Linked DNA regions of Cricetulus griseus: all the other regions are linked to region 2. The links are chromatin contacts, called in public Micro-C maps. All regions are on one chromosome and are shown on one strand. Each heading gives the region's core, a stretch centred on a gene start, on an enhancer-like site or on the middle of the called end of the contact. The rest is flanking DNA. Distances are from core to core; before and after follow the strand shown. Region 1 overlaps Dysf (dysferlin). Region 2 holds the start of LOC100756748 (cytochrome P450 26B1). Region 3 has its middle 300 kb from the start of Dysf.

Region 1 (4,048 bases), core at 1,339-3,838, 490 kb after region 2:
GTCAGGCCCTAGCCATGACCAGGCCCCAAAAACTCCTGGCTGGGCAGAGGCTGGTCCAAAGGAACAGCCTCCAGACTTAGTTACTGACTGAACAAACTCATTCCAGGTTCATGCGCATTCACTCATGTTTCCTAATACAATCTGCTCCTCCAAGGTCAGGCTGCTCTTTAATCCAAACCAGCATCGATGGCACCACCATGTCCACAGAGCAGGGTCTCCCGCAGTGTCCCTCAGGGCAGCCTATACCTCATCTGCCCCTTAAAGGGGCTGAAAGCTCTCAACAATCATGCCCTGCCCAGAGCTACACACATGAGCACACACAAGCCCACACGCACATGCACACACACAAACACACACACACACCAGGCAGCCCTGTAGTCTGCATAAGCAGCCTCAGCCATGTGCTCAAAATACTTATTTCAAATTGGGCCCTTCAAGCCCAAGACACAGGACTGAGACAATGTAAAACAGTCATGTGTCTTGACATGAAACAACATAATATTATAGTCACTTCCTTGGAAAGCTGAGGAGAAAGGAGCTGAAAAATTGGAGTTTTTGAGCTTATGAATAGTGATGGCAGATAACACTATGTGCCTACTGTGTGCATACAAGTCTTACTGTATGCTTACTGTATGCCTGCGTCACGTCTCTTTTCATCACTGTCTCCTAAGGTAAATGTGACTACAGACAGGGAAACTGAGGCAACTGGCAGGTAGGAAGGCCAGCATGGAAACCAGAGGTAACTAACTACAGTGTCCAAATGACCCTGGAGACCGTGCATTGCTCTGATATTTCTGGGCCTTAGTACATGGAGTTAACAACAGCTACCTTGTGGCATGCTGGATTTGAAGAGGTCAGTTGTAAATTGTGTCGAACCAATCATGGCTAGCTGTTCCCACAGAATCCTCAGAAAATGGCATTTCACTTTGTATCAAGCTCTAAGTTTCTATACTACTTTCATTTAGCTCCCTTAAACCCCAAAGCCTCCCTGAGGTGGACTATTACATATCCCCACCCTACAGCTGAGAGTACCGCCATAGTAAACATGGGTCAGAACTGAAGAAGGCCCTCTACCACGGTCCTTAGCTACCTTGTTCCTACTCCCAACAGGGACCCGCTGTCTCCCAGAGCAATGTCCTCACCTCCACACGCAGGATATCATCAGCCGGAAGGTCTTCCACCTTCTGCTCACTGTGCTCCACCAGTTTGGTCTCCAGAGACAGCAGAAGCCTGCCTCGGTAAGCCACACCTTCTCCCTGAAAGAGAAAGTTGGGTCACCAGTAAAGGGGTGAGGGATGGGGGGCACAACACGTAACAACATACTGTAATTCACCCCTACAGAATAGGGGTGTATCAGTCCTCCAACCCAGTCCACAGGGATGAAAACTGAGAGGCCTAGGTGCCTCGGGATGGAGACAGTGGACAGGTCCAACTGGCCCAGGAGAAAGAAGCCCAAAGGCCTAACAAAGGAGGCACTCTGAGGGGTCTGTCCAGGCCTCATAAGGCCCACAGAATATCATCTGGGCCCAGACACCGGCAGGCTGGCCTGGAGACCCTCGGGATACATGTAGCTGCTCACCTTCCCTGTGTTGAGTTCTGCATATGGGTCTGGGAAGCCCGTGAACTCCCGGGGGCTGCCATAGAGGTTCACATAGCAGGGTCCAAAGGTGGGAAGAAAGCCCAAGTTGTCATCCACTGGAAGACACAAGCAGGTATCAGAGAGGTGGCCCTGTAGATCTTTCTAGGGTTTAACCCAGACACCTTCAGTCTGGTCCTCAGTTTCCCCCACATGCACCAAATGTGGGCCCTGCACATGTATAATTACTAATACACTAGCAATGGTGTAGCCAACTCCACTCTCTCGTGAGTCCGCAGTATGCTGGAATGAGGCTATTTCTATTATGTTATTAGTCCTACTTCACAGATGAGGAAACTGAGGCTCAGAGATGTGACTGACCACAGGATAGCAAGAACCCAAGTAGTGCAACACACTCAGCTGTCTGCACACAGGCTGGGGCTCAAGCCTTCCCCTCTCAGGTCAGGGGGTGAACCCAGAGTCAGGTGAAAAGAAGTCATGTCCCAGGGATCCCCCCCAACACACACACACACATACACACTTATTGTGGCAGTGGGGAGTTGGTGGATGAATAAGGCAATCGGTCCCATCCCATCATCCCCACCTTCCGGGAGATGTTCTCTTGATAATGTCACAGCTGCCCTTCCAGGGACAAGACCTCCCTGGCCAGACCCTGAAACCCTGCAAAGGCAGGTTGTCCCTTTCACAGGACACTTCCAAAATGCTCAAGGTAGAACCATCATCAGGGCTGTCTGTGTGTCTCTGTCCACACAAGGACGAGCCAGGTCAGACACAGGGAGAAAAGAGCTTCCACGGAGACCTCTTCAGCGGGCCATGTGGCTGTACACTCTAAGCCATGCCACTGAGACAGTGCAGGGAGGTGTGGGCAGCTGGAGCTAGCCTGCCCATCACCTTTCCACATATTTCCTCCTCCAGCCCTCAGAGCAGACAGAACTTGGCAAAGGGGGAGGCCATGGGATGACGGGACTCGGAGGAACACTACTAACTGCTGAGTCAGTCATCACAGTTATGGTTTACCTTGTGAATCATGTGTCAAGCATTTCTCATTCCCCTAGCCAACTCCAGATCACTGAGATACTTCACAATTCCCCTGGCCCACCATGGTCCCCCATGGTGGAAGCATTCACGAGGCAACAAGCTTAGAAATGGTCTGGGGTAGCCAGAGGAACTGGCCTTAGAAATGGTCTGGGGAGCTAGAGGAACTGGCCTTAGAAAGGTCTGGGGGAGCTAGAGGAACTGGCCTTAGAAAGGTCTGGGGGAGCTAGAGGAACTGGCCTTAGAATGGTCTGGGGAGCCAGAGGAACTGGCCTTAGAAAGGTCTGGGGAGCTAGAGGAACTGGCCTTAGAAAGGTCTGGGGGAGCTAGAGGAATTGGCCTCAAGGCATCAGTTACCCGGGTGCTGAGTCTTGCCAGTGGTCAACCCAGGGGCCTGGCTGCAGCTCAGTTCCCTTCATGAAAGTCAGAAAATTCCCCTCCATCAGAAGCCCCAAGGTCCCATCCCCTCATGGTCCCCTAGATGACAGCAACGTACGGTCAGTGGCTTTCGGAGGCTTGAGTACACCTGCCGGCTCCTCTGAAGCATAAAGAAATGGAAAGGGGTTAGGATGGATGTGGCTTGGTGGAGAATGGTTACATGAACAGGAGCCTGGATGGAGAGCTGGCAGACAGACACTGTGAGTGTACAACAAAGGAAGGTACACACCTTGCCCCCCAACTCCCACCAGCTCCCAGCACCTCTGTGACCTGAACCTCCATTCAACATACTCAAGAGACAACACACAGAAAAAAATGTACTTTTTCTACATTATATGCAGGTAAATTAGAAGTAATGATACAGAGGAAGAAACATGAAAAGGGAAACACGAAAGAATCATTGTGCACAAACAAACACCCTGGGTTCCAAACATCAGATTGACACTTGGGCCCCAGCGCACTCAGCCAAGGCCATTCAAGGCACAACATCTCCACCTGGTGGGAGTTTCTAGTATTGCAACAGACTTTTTTCTCAACAGAAGCCACCTGGGTCTGGCTTGTAGCATCAGCCAGACCCAGGGAAGATAAGAGACAGATGTTGTCCACTGGCACATGCACACACACACACATGCACAGCACATATATATTCACATGCATAGTAATAAAATGTTTAACCCTCTTCTTTACCCACAGATTCAGAATGGGTTCAAGGAGCTGCCAGAGGACGTTCTATAAACATGCAACCCAGAATGACTTATCATTCTGCAGTTTCATTCAAAATAAATGTATTTGTTCCCTCATAACCCCAAGACTGTGGCTTGGACACCCTGGATTTAATGTGGCCCAAGGAAATTCTTCATTCAACATGGCCCAGGGAATGCAGGTTGGACACCCCTGGAAGGCTCACAAAAGGGGTGTGGAGGAAGAATAAGCTACAGATATGGGAGTCTGTGGGTAAAGGCAGGGCTGGAGAAGTGA
Region 2 (4,199 bases), core at 314-2,813:
ACGCACTGCTCAGGCAGATGTCGGGTGTGTTGTGCACAGCTCCGTCCCAGGCGCTGAGGAGAGGCCATATAACAGGCAGATCCATGGATACCCAGACACGTATGGAGACCCACTTCTCTCCACCACGGTCGGGTCGACGCTAGGCGGGAGCACATGCAGGTGCAGCCTGGAGCCACAATCACACCTCACACAGGCACACGCTCTGGGTTCTCTGTGGCCGGCTCTGAGGAGGTGGCCACACTCACAGACATGTTTATTATTCAAACATTCAAACATGCAGGCCTCCTAGTTGCAGGGGCCACCGCATTTGTCTCAGGCACTGGACAATTTCTGGGACCAGTATTACAGTTAGTTAAGGGAATGCAGGCTGCTGACTTGTAACTACATACGGTGTGTGCGTGTGTGTGTGTGTGTGTGTGTGTGTGTGTGTGTGTGTGTGTGTGGGTGGGTGGGTGGGTGGTGTGGTGGTGGTGGGTGTGGCGGCGGCGGCGGGGTGGTGGCTGCGGTGGTCCTCGGAGGTGTCGGAGAGGAGTTCAGCGTCAGTAGCCCGGGACAAACACAGCGACTGGTGACCCTCCCGCCTTGGAGGGTAAGAAACAAGTGGACCTTGACAACTGAGGTTTGGAGATTAGGAATGAGGACCCTGCTGGAGACAGTTGCAAGGGAATGACACAAACGTGGTACTTGCTGTCTGCAGGGGTTCCCGCGGAATCCGCGGGATGGGGTACCAATAGAGACTTCTGAAAACCCCCAGTCGAGGGGGGCAGTCTGACAAGGACCTTCTACAACGGGACTGCTGGAAGCTGGAGGACGGGTTCGAGAACCTAGGAGGGAGAAAAAGCGGGAGCGAAGTAGTTTAGTAGCCAAATGGGCACCAAGACAGTGCGCACCGCGCGCGCTCGTGTGTCGTGTGTGTGTGTGTGTGTGTGTGTGTGTGTGTGTGTGTGTGTGTGTGTGTGTGTGTGTGTGTGTGTGTGGTATGTGGTGTATATGTGTATGGTGTGTGTGTGCGAGCGCGAGCGCGATTGTGTGTGCACGCGCTCTGGGGCGTGTGTCTCATCTCATCTGTCTGTAGGTGCTGGACTCGGCGAGACGCGGGCGAGAAGGAAAAGAAGGCGCGAGGTGAACTGAGTTTGATCCGGAGGCGCCTACAAGTGGGTCCCCGGCGGGCCGCGGGCGGGGCGGCTGGGCGGGAGGCCGGCGGGAGCTCACACGCTCGGCAGCCGGCCGGCCTCTCACCACGCCTCCCGCTTTGTGAGCGCGCCCAGGGGGGGTGCTGGCTGTGTGCCCACGGCGCGCCTCCCGCCTCTATATAAACACACGCATCGCCTTGCCTTGGATCAAATCAGATTGAGAGACGCTTTTCAAACCACCATCCCTGAAGTCCTGCCTTCTGCTTTCCCCCTCTTTTATCCTCTTTTGCCGTTCTTTCTTTCTTTTTTTCCCCCCTCCTCTCTTTTCTTTCCCCCAACAGCAACTCCAGAGCCGAGAGACTGCGTCCCGGGACAGACTGCCTTTTCTTAATTGATAGATAGCCGGGCTCGGGTTTTCCACCTCCTCCCCCAACCCCACCCCGCCTCACCCCTCCTCCCGCCGCCGCCGCCCCAGAGCCCGCCCGGGGCTCTGTCGCCGGCTGCGTCCCTTCCCGGCTGCGGCCCGCCGACTCCGCACTCGCGCTCAGGCCAACGCGCCCGCCTCGCACGCCTCTGGGTGCCCTCTGGGTGCCGCGGCCGCTCCAGCCTCTGCACTCGCCTCATCTGGGGAGCCTTTTCCCAAGCCCCCAAAGTTTCTGGGTTCGTTGGAATTTTGGATTCCTATTTTTTTTCCTTTTTATGCACCTAGGAATTTTGAAGGGATACTTTTGATAAATTGATCGCAATTTCCGCTAGCTCTCGGTTCCCCTTATTTTTGCCCACCTCGCTTTGAGCAGGGAAGGAGCTTCCGAGAGGCTCCTGGTGGATAAAGTTTTTCAAAGTTTTTCTAGTGTGATGGTTGGGGGGGAGAGCAAGCTCACCAACTTGACTGAGCTCCACCTCACCTCCCCAGAGCAGCCCTAAGCCCGCATAAAGGGACAAACAAACAAACAAACAAACAAAGTTACACCTAGAGTCGCCTTGTATCTTCTCTCTTCTTCCAGGAAATCTTTTTCCTCCCTCTCTTCGACCACCTCTCAGCCTTTCTCTCGGCCCTATCTCCTGGTTTTCGCCGAGGGGTGCCAGGACCCCCGGCTGCAGCCTCCCCTCCCCCGTCACTCTGGTCCGGCCCTCCCCTCCCCCTTCGCGGCCCGCACAGCCAATCCCCCGAGCGGCCGCCAACATGCTCTTTGAGGGCTTGGAGCTGGTGTCGGCGCTGGCCACCCTCGCCGCGTGCCTGGTGTCCGTGACGCTGTTGTTGGCGGTGTCGCAGCAGCTGTGGCAGCTACGTTGGGCTGCTACCCGCGACAAGAGCTGCAAGCTGCCCATCCCCAAGGGCTCCATGGGATTCCCGCTCATCGGAGAGACCGGCCACTGGTTGCTACAGGTAAGCGCACTCGACCAGCTGCTCCTAGAGTCCGCTAGCCACGGGTACCCGGCCAGGGGGCGCCGGTAGCTCGGACACTCGGAGGGACGCGCCGGTTCCCGCCCCGCCCCTTCTCTGCCTCAATCGGCGCCGCCTGGGTTTCCCCAGCTCGCCTGCAGCTCGGCTCGGAGTCCTCCTGCTCCCGGTGAAGGTGGGGAGTAGGGGTGGTGTGAGCAGAGAGGGATCCCAAATGTGACGCGCCTGGGTTTTGGGCGCCCAAGGAGGGGTGCTCGAATAGGTCTGCGGAGCAAGTCTGGAGGGGCGTTGCTTAGCTTTCGCCTCTGTCTCTGAGCCCCAGTCTGTGTTAGCGCCCTGGGTATTTATCTAGACGCTGAGAGGTAAAGGAGGAGAGGGCCGGTGGCAGCTTGGAATGGTAAGACCTGGGCAGCATCCTGCAGTGTATCCGGCTCAGGTAATTGGGCTGGTATAAGATGCTACTCACATACAACTCTGTGTGTGTGTGTGTGTGTGTGTGTGTGTGTGTGTGTGTGTGTGTGTGTGTGTGTACGCTCGCGTCTGTGTCTGTGTGTTGTGGTGGGAGGGAGAGGGAAAAAAAGGTAACCTAAGGGAAAATTCGAGGCAAGAGAGCTGAGAGCTCTCAGCTTTCGGGGAAAAGGGTCTGTTTGCTTATTGGGTGGGGACAGTATAGCAGAGGGAAACTGGGAGAGGTATGTAAGAAATCCAGAGTGTGCCTATGCAACTGGACGCCTCACAACTCCACTCTGACGACAATTGGGGCCAGGCTTGTTGAGGACCAGACCCAGGTAAGTAGCAGGCCGATTAACCTGGAGTTAACCTCGTCCAGTGCTAGACAATCGCTTTTGCAATTTGATACACCCCAGGTTTTTTGGAGGGGGGTGCACCTCTGGGGTAACAGCGGGAGGTGAGTTTGTCAGGCGGGTGATCAGAGACTTTAGAGGCAGCTGGAATATCCCTAAACAGACAACCCCAACTCCTCAAAAAGAGAAATGAAAGATGAGCGCACGCCAGCGGACCTATCGGTTTAGACGTGCGAAAGCTTGGCTTGAAATTAATAGACGCGTGCAGTCAGCGCGCGTGAACACACACACACACACACACACACACACACACACACACACACACACACACGCACACACACACACCACCGCGCCCAGTCGGGGGGCCGAGGTACAGGAGAGGGACCCGTATGGAGGGTTTTGAGACATTCCTTTCCTGGGATCACTCCATGCCTCACAGTCGGACCATCTCTTTGGGGGTGGGGTGCTTGTCCAATCGGGTGGGGTTCACTTCAACCAATGGGAGATCCTTAGAGACAAAATCTCTTTTGCCTGTTTATTGTCTCCACATTTTAAGGGTTAACTGTAGCGGTGGTCCAGGCTTTAGCCGAGAATTTAGAAAATAAAATAACTCAAGTGGGCAACGGTTCCCGCCTGTTTAAGGCAAAGCCTCCTCCTCATCGTTCCCATCCTGTTTCCTGATCTGCCCCTCCCCCATGTCCCTTGTCCTTTTTCTCAATCCCACAAGGGCCCTTGCGGGTGTGGTGCAGCCAGCACAGAAGTTAGAGAGGCACCCTTCGCCAGGGTATCCGCGCCCCTGGGGGTCAGATCCCCGGGGAGGAGGGAACCGGCTTGCTTAAGGGGTTAAAGTGAACCCTCCGA
Region 3 (4,194 bases), core at 505-3,004, 280 kb after region 2:
AGACTCCGCTCTGCTGCCTGGCCTCACCTGTGGTCAGAAGACCCAGTGCCGGAGAACCTTAGTACGCACTCTCCAGACGTCTCCTTTCCCTGGCATTTGTCTTGCCAAAATTCCCGAAGACGGCTGGATCAAGAGGGAGAAGCCGGCCTTCCCGAGAGCAGAAACTTAGAAAGTTCTAGCAGGCCTAAGAAAGGGATCCCGGGGAAGAAGGCACAAGGGCACACTCTAGGGAGTTCCCAGCCCAGCTGTCTCCAAATGCGAGCTGAGACTTGGTCTTTACAACCCATGTGGGACTCATAGTCTCACATTAGGGAGCCTGGAAGGAGCTTCTGGCTCAGAGATTCATTCTCTCAAAACTAGACTTCTAAGGGAATCCAAGAGTCTCCTGCCTGCATTCCACTCTCATTTACAACCTAAATCACATCTTTTGAAAAGATTTCACTACCCAGGCATGGTGGGACATACCTGCCATCCCAGAACTCAGGAGACAGTTGTGGGAGGAGCACTCCAAATACAGGGTTAGCCTGGTCTACTTATAGAGTTAGGACTATAAGCAAATCCTCCCCCCCCTCAAAACAAAACCCAAACTTTATTTTTTGTTTTTTGTTATGTTTTTGTTTTTGTTTTTTGAGACTAGGTTTCTCTATGACTTTGGAGGCTGTCCTGGAACTAGCTCTTGTAGAACAAGCAGGTCTCGAACTCACAGAGATCTGCCTGCCTCTGCCTCCTGAGTGCTAGGATTAAAGGCATGCATATTGACACCCTTGTCACCTTTTCCTTCTCACCTGAATGTGCTCTGTTGAAACCTCTAGGGCAGGAGGATGTGCCAAGTCAAAGGCCATGGGAAAAATAAAACACAGCCTTTGTCACTAGAACCCCCAGTCTCCCAGCTCCTGTCCTACAAGCCTGGGTTTCTGAGAAATCAGTGAGGCCCTCCTCCCAGGAAAGAGGCCTGAAGCCGACAAATACACAGAGTACAGCCGAAATCATAAACACATTTTATTTCTAAATAATTTTAAAACCACTGGCATTGTAGCAAATTGGAATATATTTCCAGAATCGACTCAAAGCGATTTTTTTTTTTACAGCAGCATATGAAAAATGTCATTTAAATATCCACACACAGCTGCTGCACATGCTGGGCTCTTAGGGAAACACTTTCATTCCTTTCATCAGAGTCCCTTGATTAATGTTCCACTTTTCTTTAACACTTTTTCCATAGCTTTTTCTTTAAAAAAAAAATCAAAGCCTGTACTATTATCTGAAAGAAAATTAAACCAATAAGATTTAATGTCTGCTATGTTCTACAGTCATGGCAAAAGTACACCACACACATATACACATATAAACACATACACACACACATACACACACACACACACACAGAGAGAGAGAGAGAGAGAGAGAGAGAGAGAGAGAATTTAGGGCTTGAATCAAATGGAGGTGAGCATTAAATAGGGCCAAGATCTTTGCTGGAGACTGCAGAGGCAAACTGGAAACAGCAATGGTCCCCAAGAGCAACAAAAGGAGAGGTCCCTGGAAAGTGTATTTTAGACAGGGAGGGGTTGGGGTAGCCTGGCCAGAGGTTCTCAATGAGCAGAGGCAGTAGATAGACCAGGAACACCAGCCTGGCAATGCTCAGATGCCACCTGTGGCAAGGCCTGCCTGCAAGGCTGGGATTTTGTGAATGGGACTCAGAGAGAGGCAGTTTTGGGGCAGAGGAATGGGAAGGAGAGACTTGGAGGAGGGAGGGAGAGCAGAAACTGTGCCAGGGGAAAGGCGCGGCAGATGGAGTGAGGGAAATCACAGTGTGTCTGGCACGGCAGCTGATGCCGTAATTTAAAGGTCAACCGAGTGGAAAAGGAAGGGGGGTTGGAATGACTTTGTCTCTGCAGTGTGGCACTTAACTCCTCCCATCCCAGTGCATTCTGGCTTGGCCTGGGAAGCCCCAGAAGACACTTGCTCTTCAGCTTCCCTATCCTCACGGGGTTCCCTTGCTGCACCCCCTCACACCTGATGGTGCAGGGGGCAGATCTAGCTCTGCATCCTTCTGTCATCATTAGTGGAGAGGTGACATACAACCCCCATAAATCTTGGTTTCTTCGTTTATGACATGGGGGTGGGGATCCTTCATCTTCCCTGGATTACCCGAACAGTTAAACTAGATCATGGGTGGGGGGTGGAGTAAAATAAAAACACCTTAAACTTTTCAGAGATACCTGGAGAAGATGGCTTGAATTTGTAAGGAGAAAATAAATGAAAGAAGTCCCTTTGTTCTGGGAAAACCACCTTGGGAAAATATAAACTAGGAGCCATTTGTCCTGAGGTATACCTTCTATCCTTGGGGACAGCTAGCTACCTCTCACATTCCAACTTGACTATACAAAACACTATCCCCATCCCCATTATCCTTCCCAGGGGTATCTCTCTCTCTCTCTCTCTCTCTCTCTCTCTCTCTCTCTCTCTCTCTCTCTCTCTCTCTCTCATCTATCTCCCTTCTTCCCTCCCTGGACTAAAGCAGATCTTTGGGAAGAATGTGGCTCTCTCCATATGGACTTAAACTGCCTTGAGTCTATAAATTATGGGACTTTTGGGTGGCTGATGGAGGGCTGGAGAGGAAGCCCAAAGGTTTTAGCTCTGGCTTGGGAGGTTGTGTGGAACAGAGTAGATAGACAGGCCCACAGACCACTGAAGGACCAAAGCCTAAACTGAATCCATGTAGGGCTGTTCCCTGCATAAGCCTTGAGACAAGTCCATGCTTTTGGTTGTCTGTGGTGTGGCAGGACACAGAACTTGATGGAAGGCTGGAGGCCATGACCTGGGCGGGGAGGGGCTAGGCTTAAGAAGCTCTGGACAGCCAGAGTTCCCTTGTCTCATGATTGAGTGCCTTTGGGATGTATTAGAGCTGAGAGTGGCTATTGATGGAAATGATACAGGGTCCTCACCCCCACAAAGCCTTCATTGCTAGGCAGAGGACTCAAGAGTAGCCATGTACCCATCTAAGACACAGGGAGGTGCATTTCTCCCCATCTCCCTGTCACAGTAAAGGCCTCATCTCTTTCATCTCAGAGTAGACTACTCTTGGGCTAGGCCAATGGGTTAGACGGCAGGAGGAACTACTACCCTATGATTAGGAGAAGATAATGTCTCCTGCTCCCCACAGTTCTGGTCTGTCTTGGTCTGTGGTCCTTCCTCCCTAGGGCCTTGGTGAGAAGGAGACCATCTCAGCTGAGCCCTTAACTGCAATTTGTGTTCTCACCAGGGCCAAGCAAGCTAGGGTGAGAATGTATAAGAAGAGATGCCCACCAAACGTCCTTGCAGACAGACAGAGGGGGTAGACCTTGACCTTGACCATTGCCTTATGCCTGGTGGCCTGGTGAGCCACACAAGAAAATTCAAAGAGGCCTTTGGTAGTAATAGAGTTGACAAGAAAGGACACTGGCCTTTTCCACTGAAAAGAAGTCTTGAAGATGACGGCACAGCTTTGCAGTGACCACCAGGGGGCTCAAAGGGACCCTGGGAGACCTGCCTTTGGAGATGACCTGATGTGACTGCTTTGCTTGGCCTGTAACACCAGCATAGATGACGATTATGAACCTGCGATCAACTAGCAGGTGTGTGATGGAGGCTGGAAGAGTTGTCTTTCAATGAGGGAATTTCTCAGTCATGCAAAATTCCATTGTGGGTCCACCCAGTCTCGGGGCTGTGTTGACATGGCCCAGGCAAACCAACATTGTGTTCCCATTACTGACTGTACACACAGCCCTCGCCACCAGCCATCCAGGGGACAGCGAGGCATCCTTGACAGTGAAAGACAGACACAAGTTTCATTCATAGTCTCCAGTGAGCCAAATGTAGCTGTTGGCAGGGTCTTGCAGATAATTAACAAGCCAGCTTACATTTGCCTAAAACAACTGAAGAATTGAAGGAATAAAATCATTACTTCCAGAGCAACAGAGACTGTGGCTTGTATGTCAATAACCCAAAAGGGCTTCTGGAAGAAGGGACACTTCCTTCCCCTGGACAGCAGTTTCCATGACAAGAACTATGTTTCCTGCCCCATTTACTCACCAAAGAGGGCTATGGAATTCTCTGGGGAAATTTAGAGAGAATGGGCCTATCTTGGGAGCTCAGCAGTAGGCAGAGGCTTCTTGCAAGGACTATGGGATGAGAACCTTATATACTTCAGTGACC

Evidence for each region. Hi-C and Micro-C count contacts between places; a contact is called where the count stands out from the background.
Region 1: a Micro-C map of the CHO-K1 cell line shows a contact between it and region 2, with 8 times the contacts expected there. The contact joins the enhancer-like site here to the promoter of LOC100756748 in region 2. A contact is called at or near these places in 7 of 8 Hi-C or Micro-C datasets (the CHK-Q cell line, the CHO-K1 cell line, the CHO-S cell line and 2 more).
Region 3: a Micro-C map of the CHO-K1 cell line shows a contact between it and region 2, with 4 times the contacts expected there. The contact joins the enhancer-like site here to the promoter of LOC100756748 in region 2. A contact is called at or near these places in 3 of 8 Hi-C or Micro-C datasets (the CHO-K1 cell line and liver).

What each region holds. Positions count from the first base shown.
Region 1 is chr8:57,178,908-57,182,955 of CriGri-PICRH-1.0, forward strand. It overlaps Dysf (dysferlin), which reads right to left. Exons shown (of 55, transcript XM_027428547.2): 18 at 1,580-1,695; 19 at 1,143-1,256. Among named protein-coding and RNA genes, the nearest start is that of Dysf, 90 kb to the right of the region's middle. Within about 2 kb of position 2,589, at least 2 of the 6 cell types and tissues checked have open chromatin away from gene starts, as enhancers often do. A contact at or near this core is called in the CHO-K1 cell line and fibroblasts, where this site is marked.
Region 2 is chr8:56,687,925-56,692,123 of CriGri-PICRH-1.0, forward strand. LOC100756748 (cytochrome P450 26B1) reads left to right here and starts at 1,564. Exons shown (of 6, transcript XM_027428537.2): 1 at 1,564-2,520. The coding sequence starts at 2,317.
Region 3 is chr8:56,965,952-56,970,145 of CriGri-PICRH-1.0, forward strand. No RefSeq gene overlaps it. Among named protein-coding and RNA genes, the nearest start is that of Dysf, 300 kb to the right of the region's middle. Within about 2 kb of position 1,755, at least 1 of the 6 cell types and tissues checked has open chromatin away from gene starts, as enhancers often do.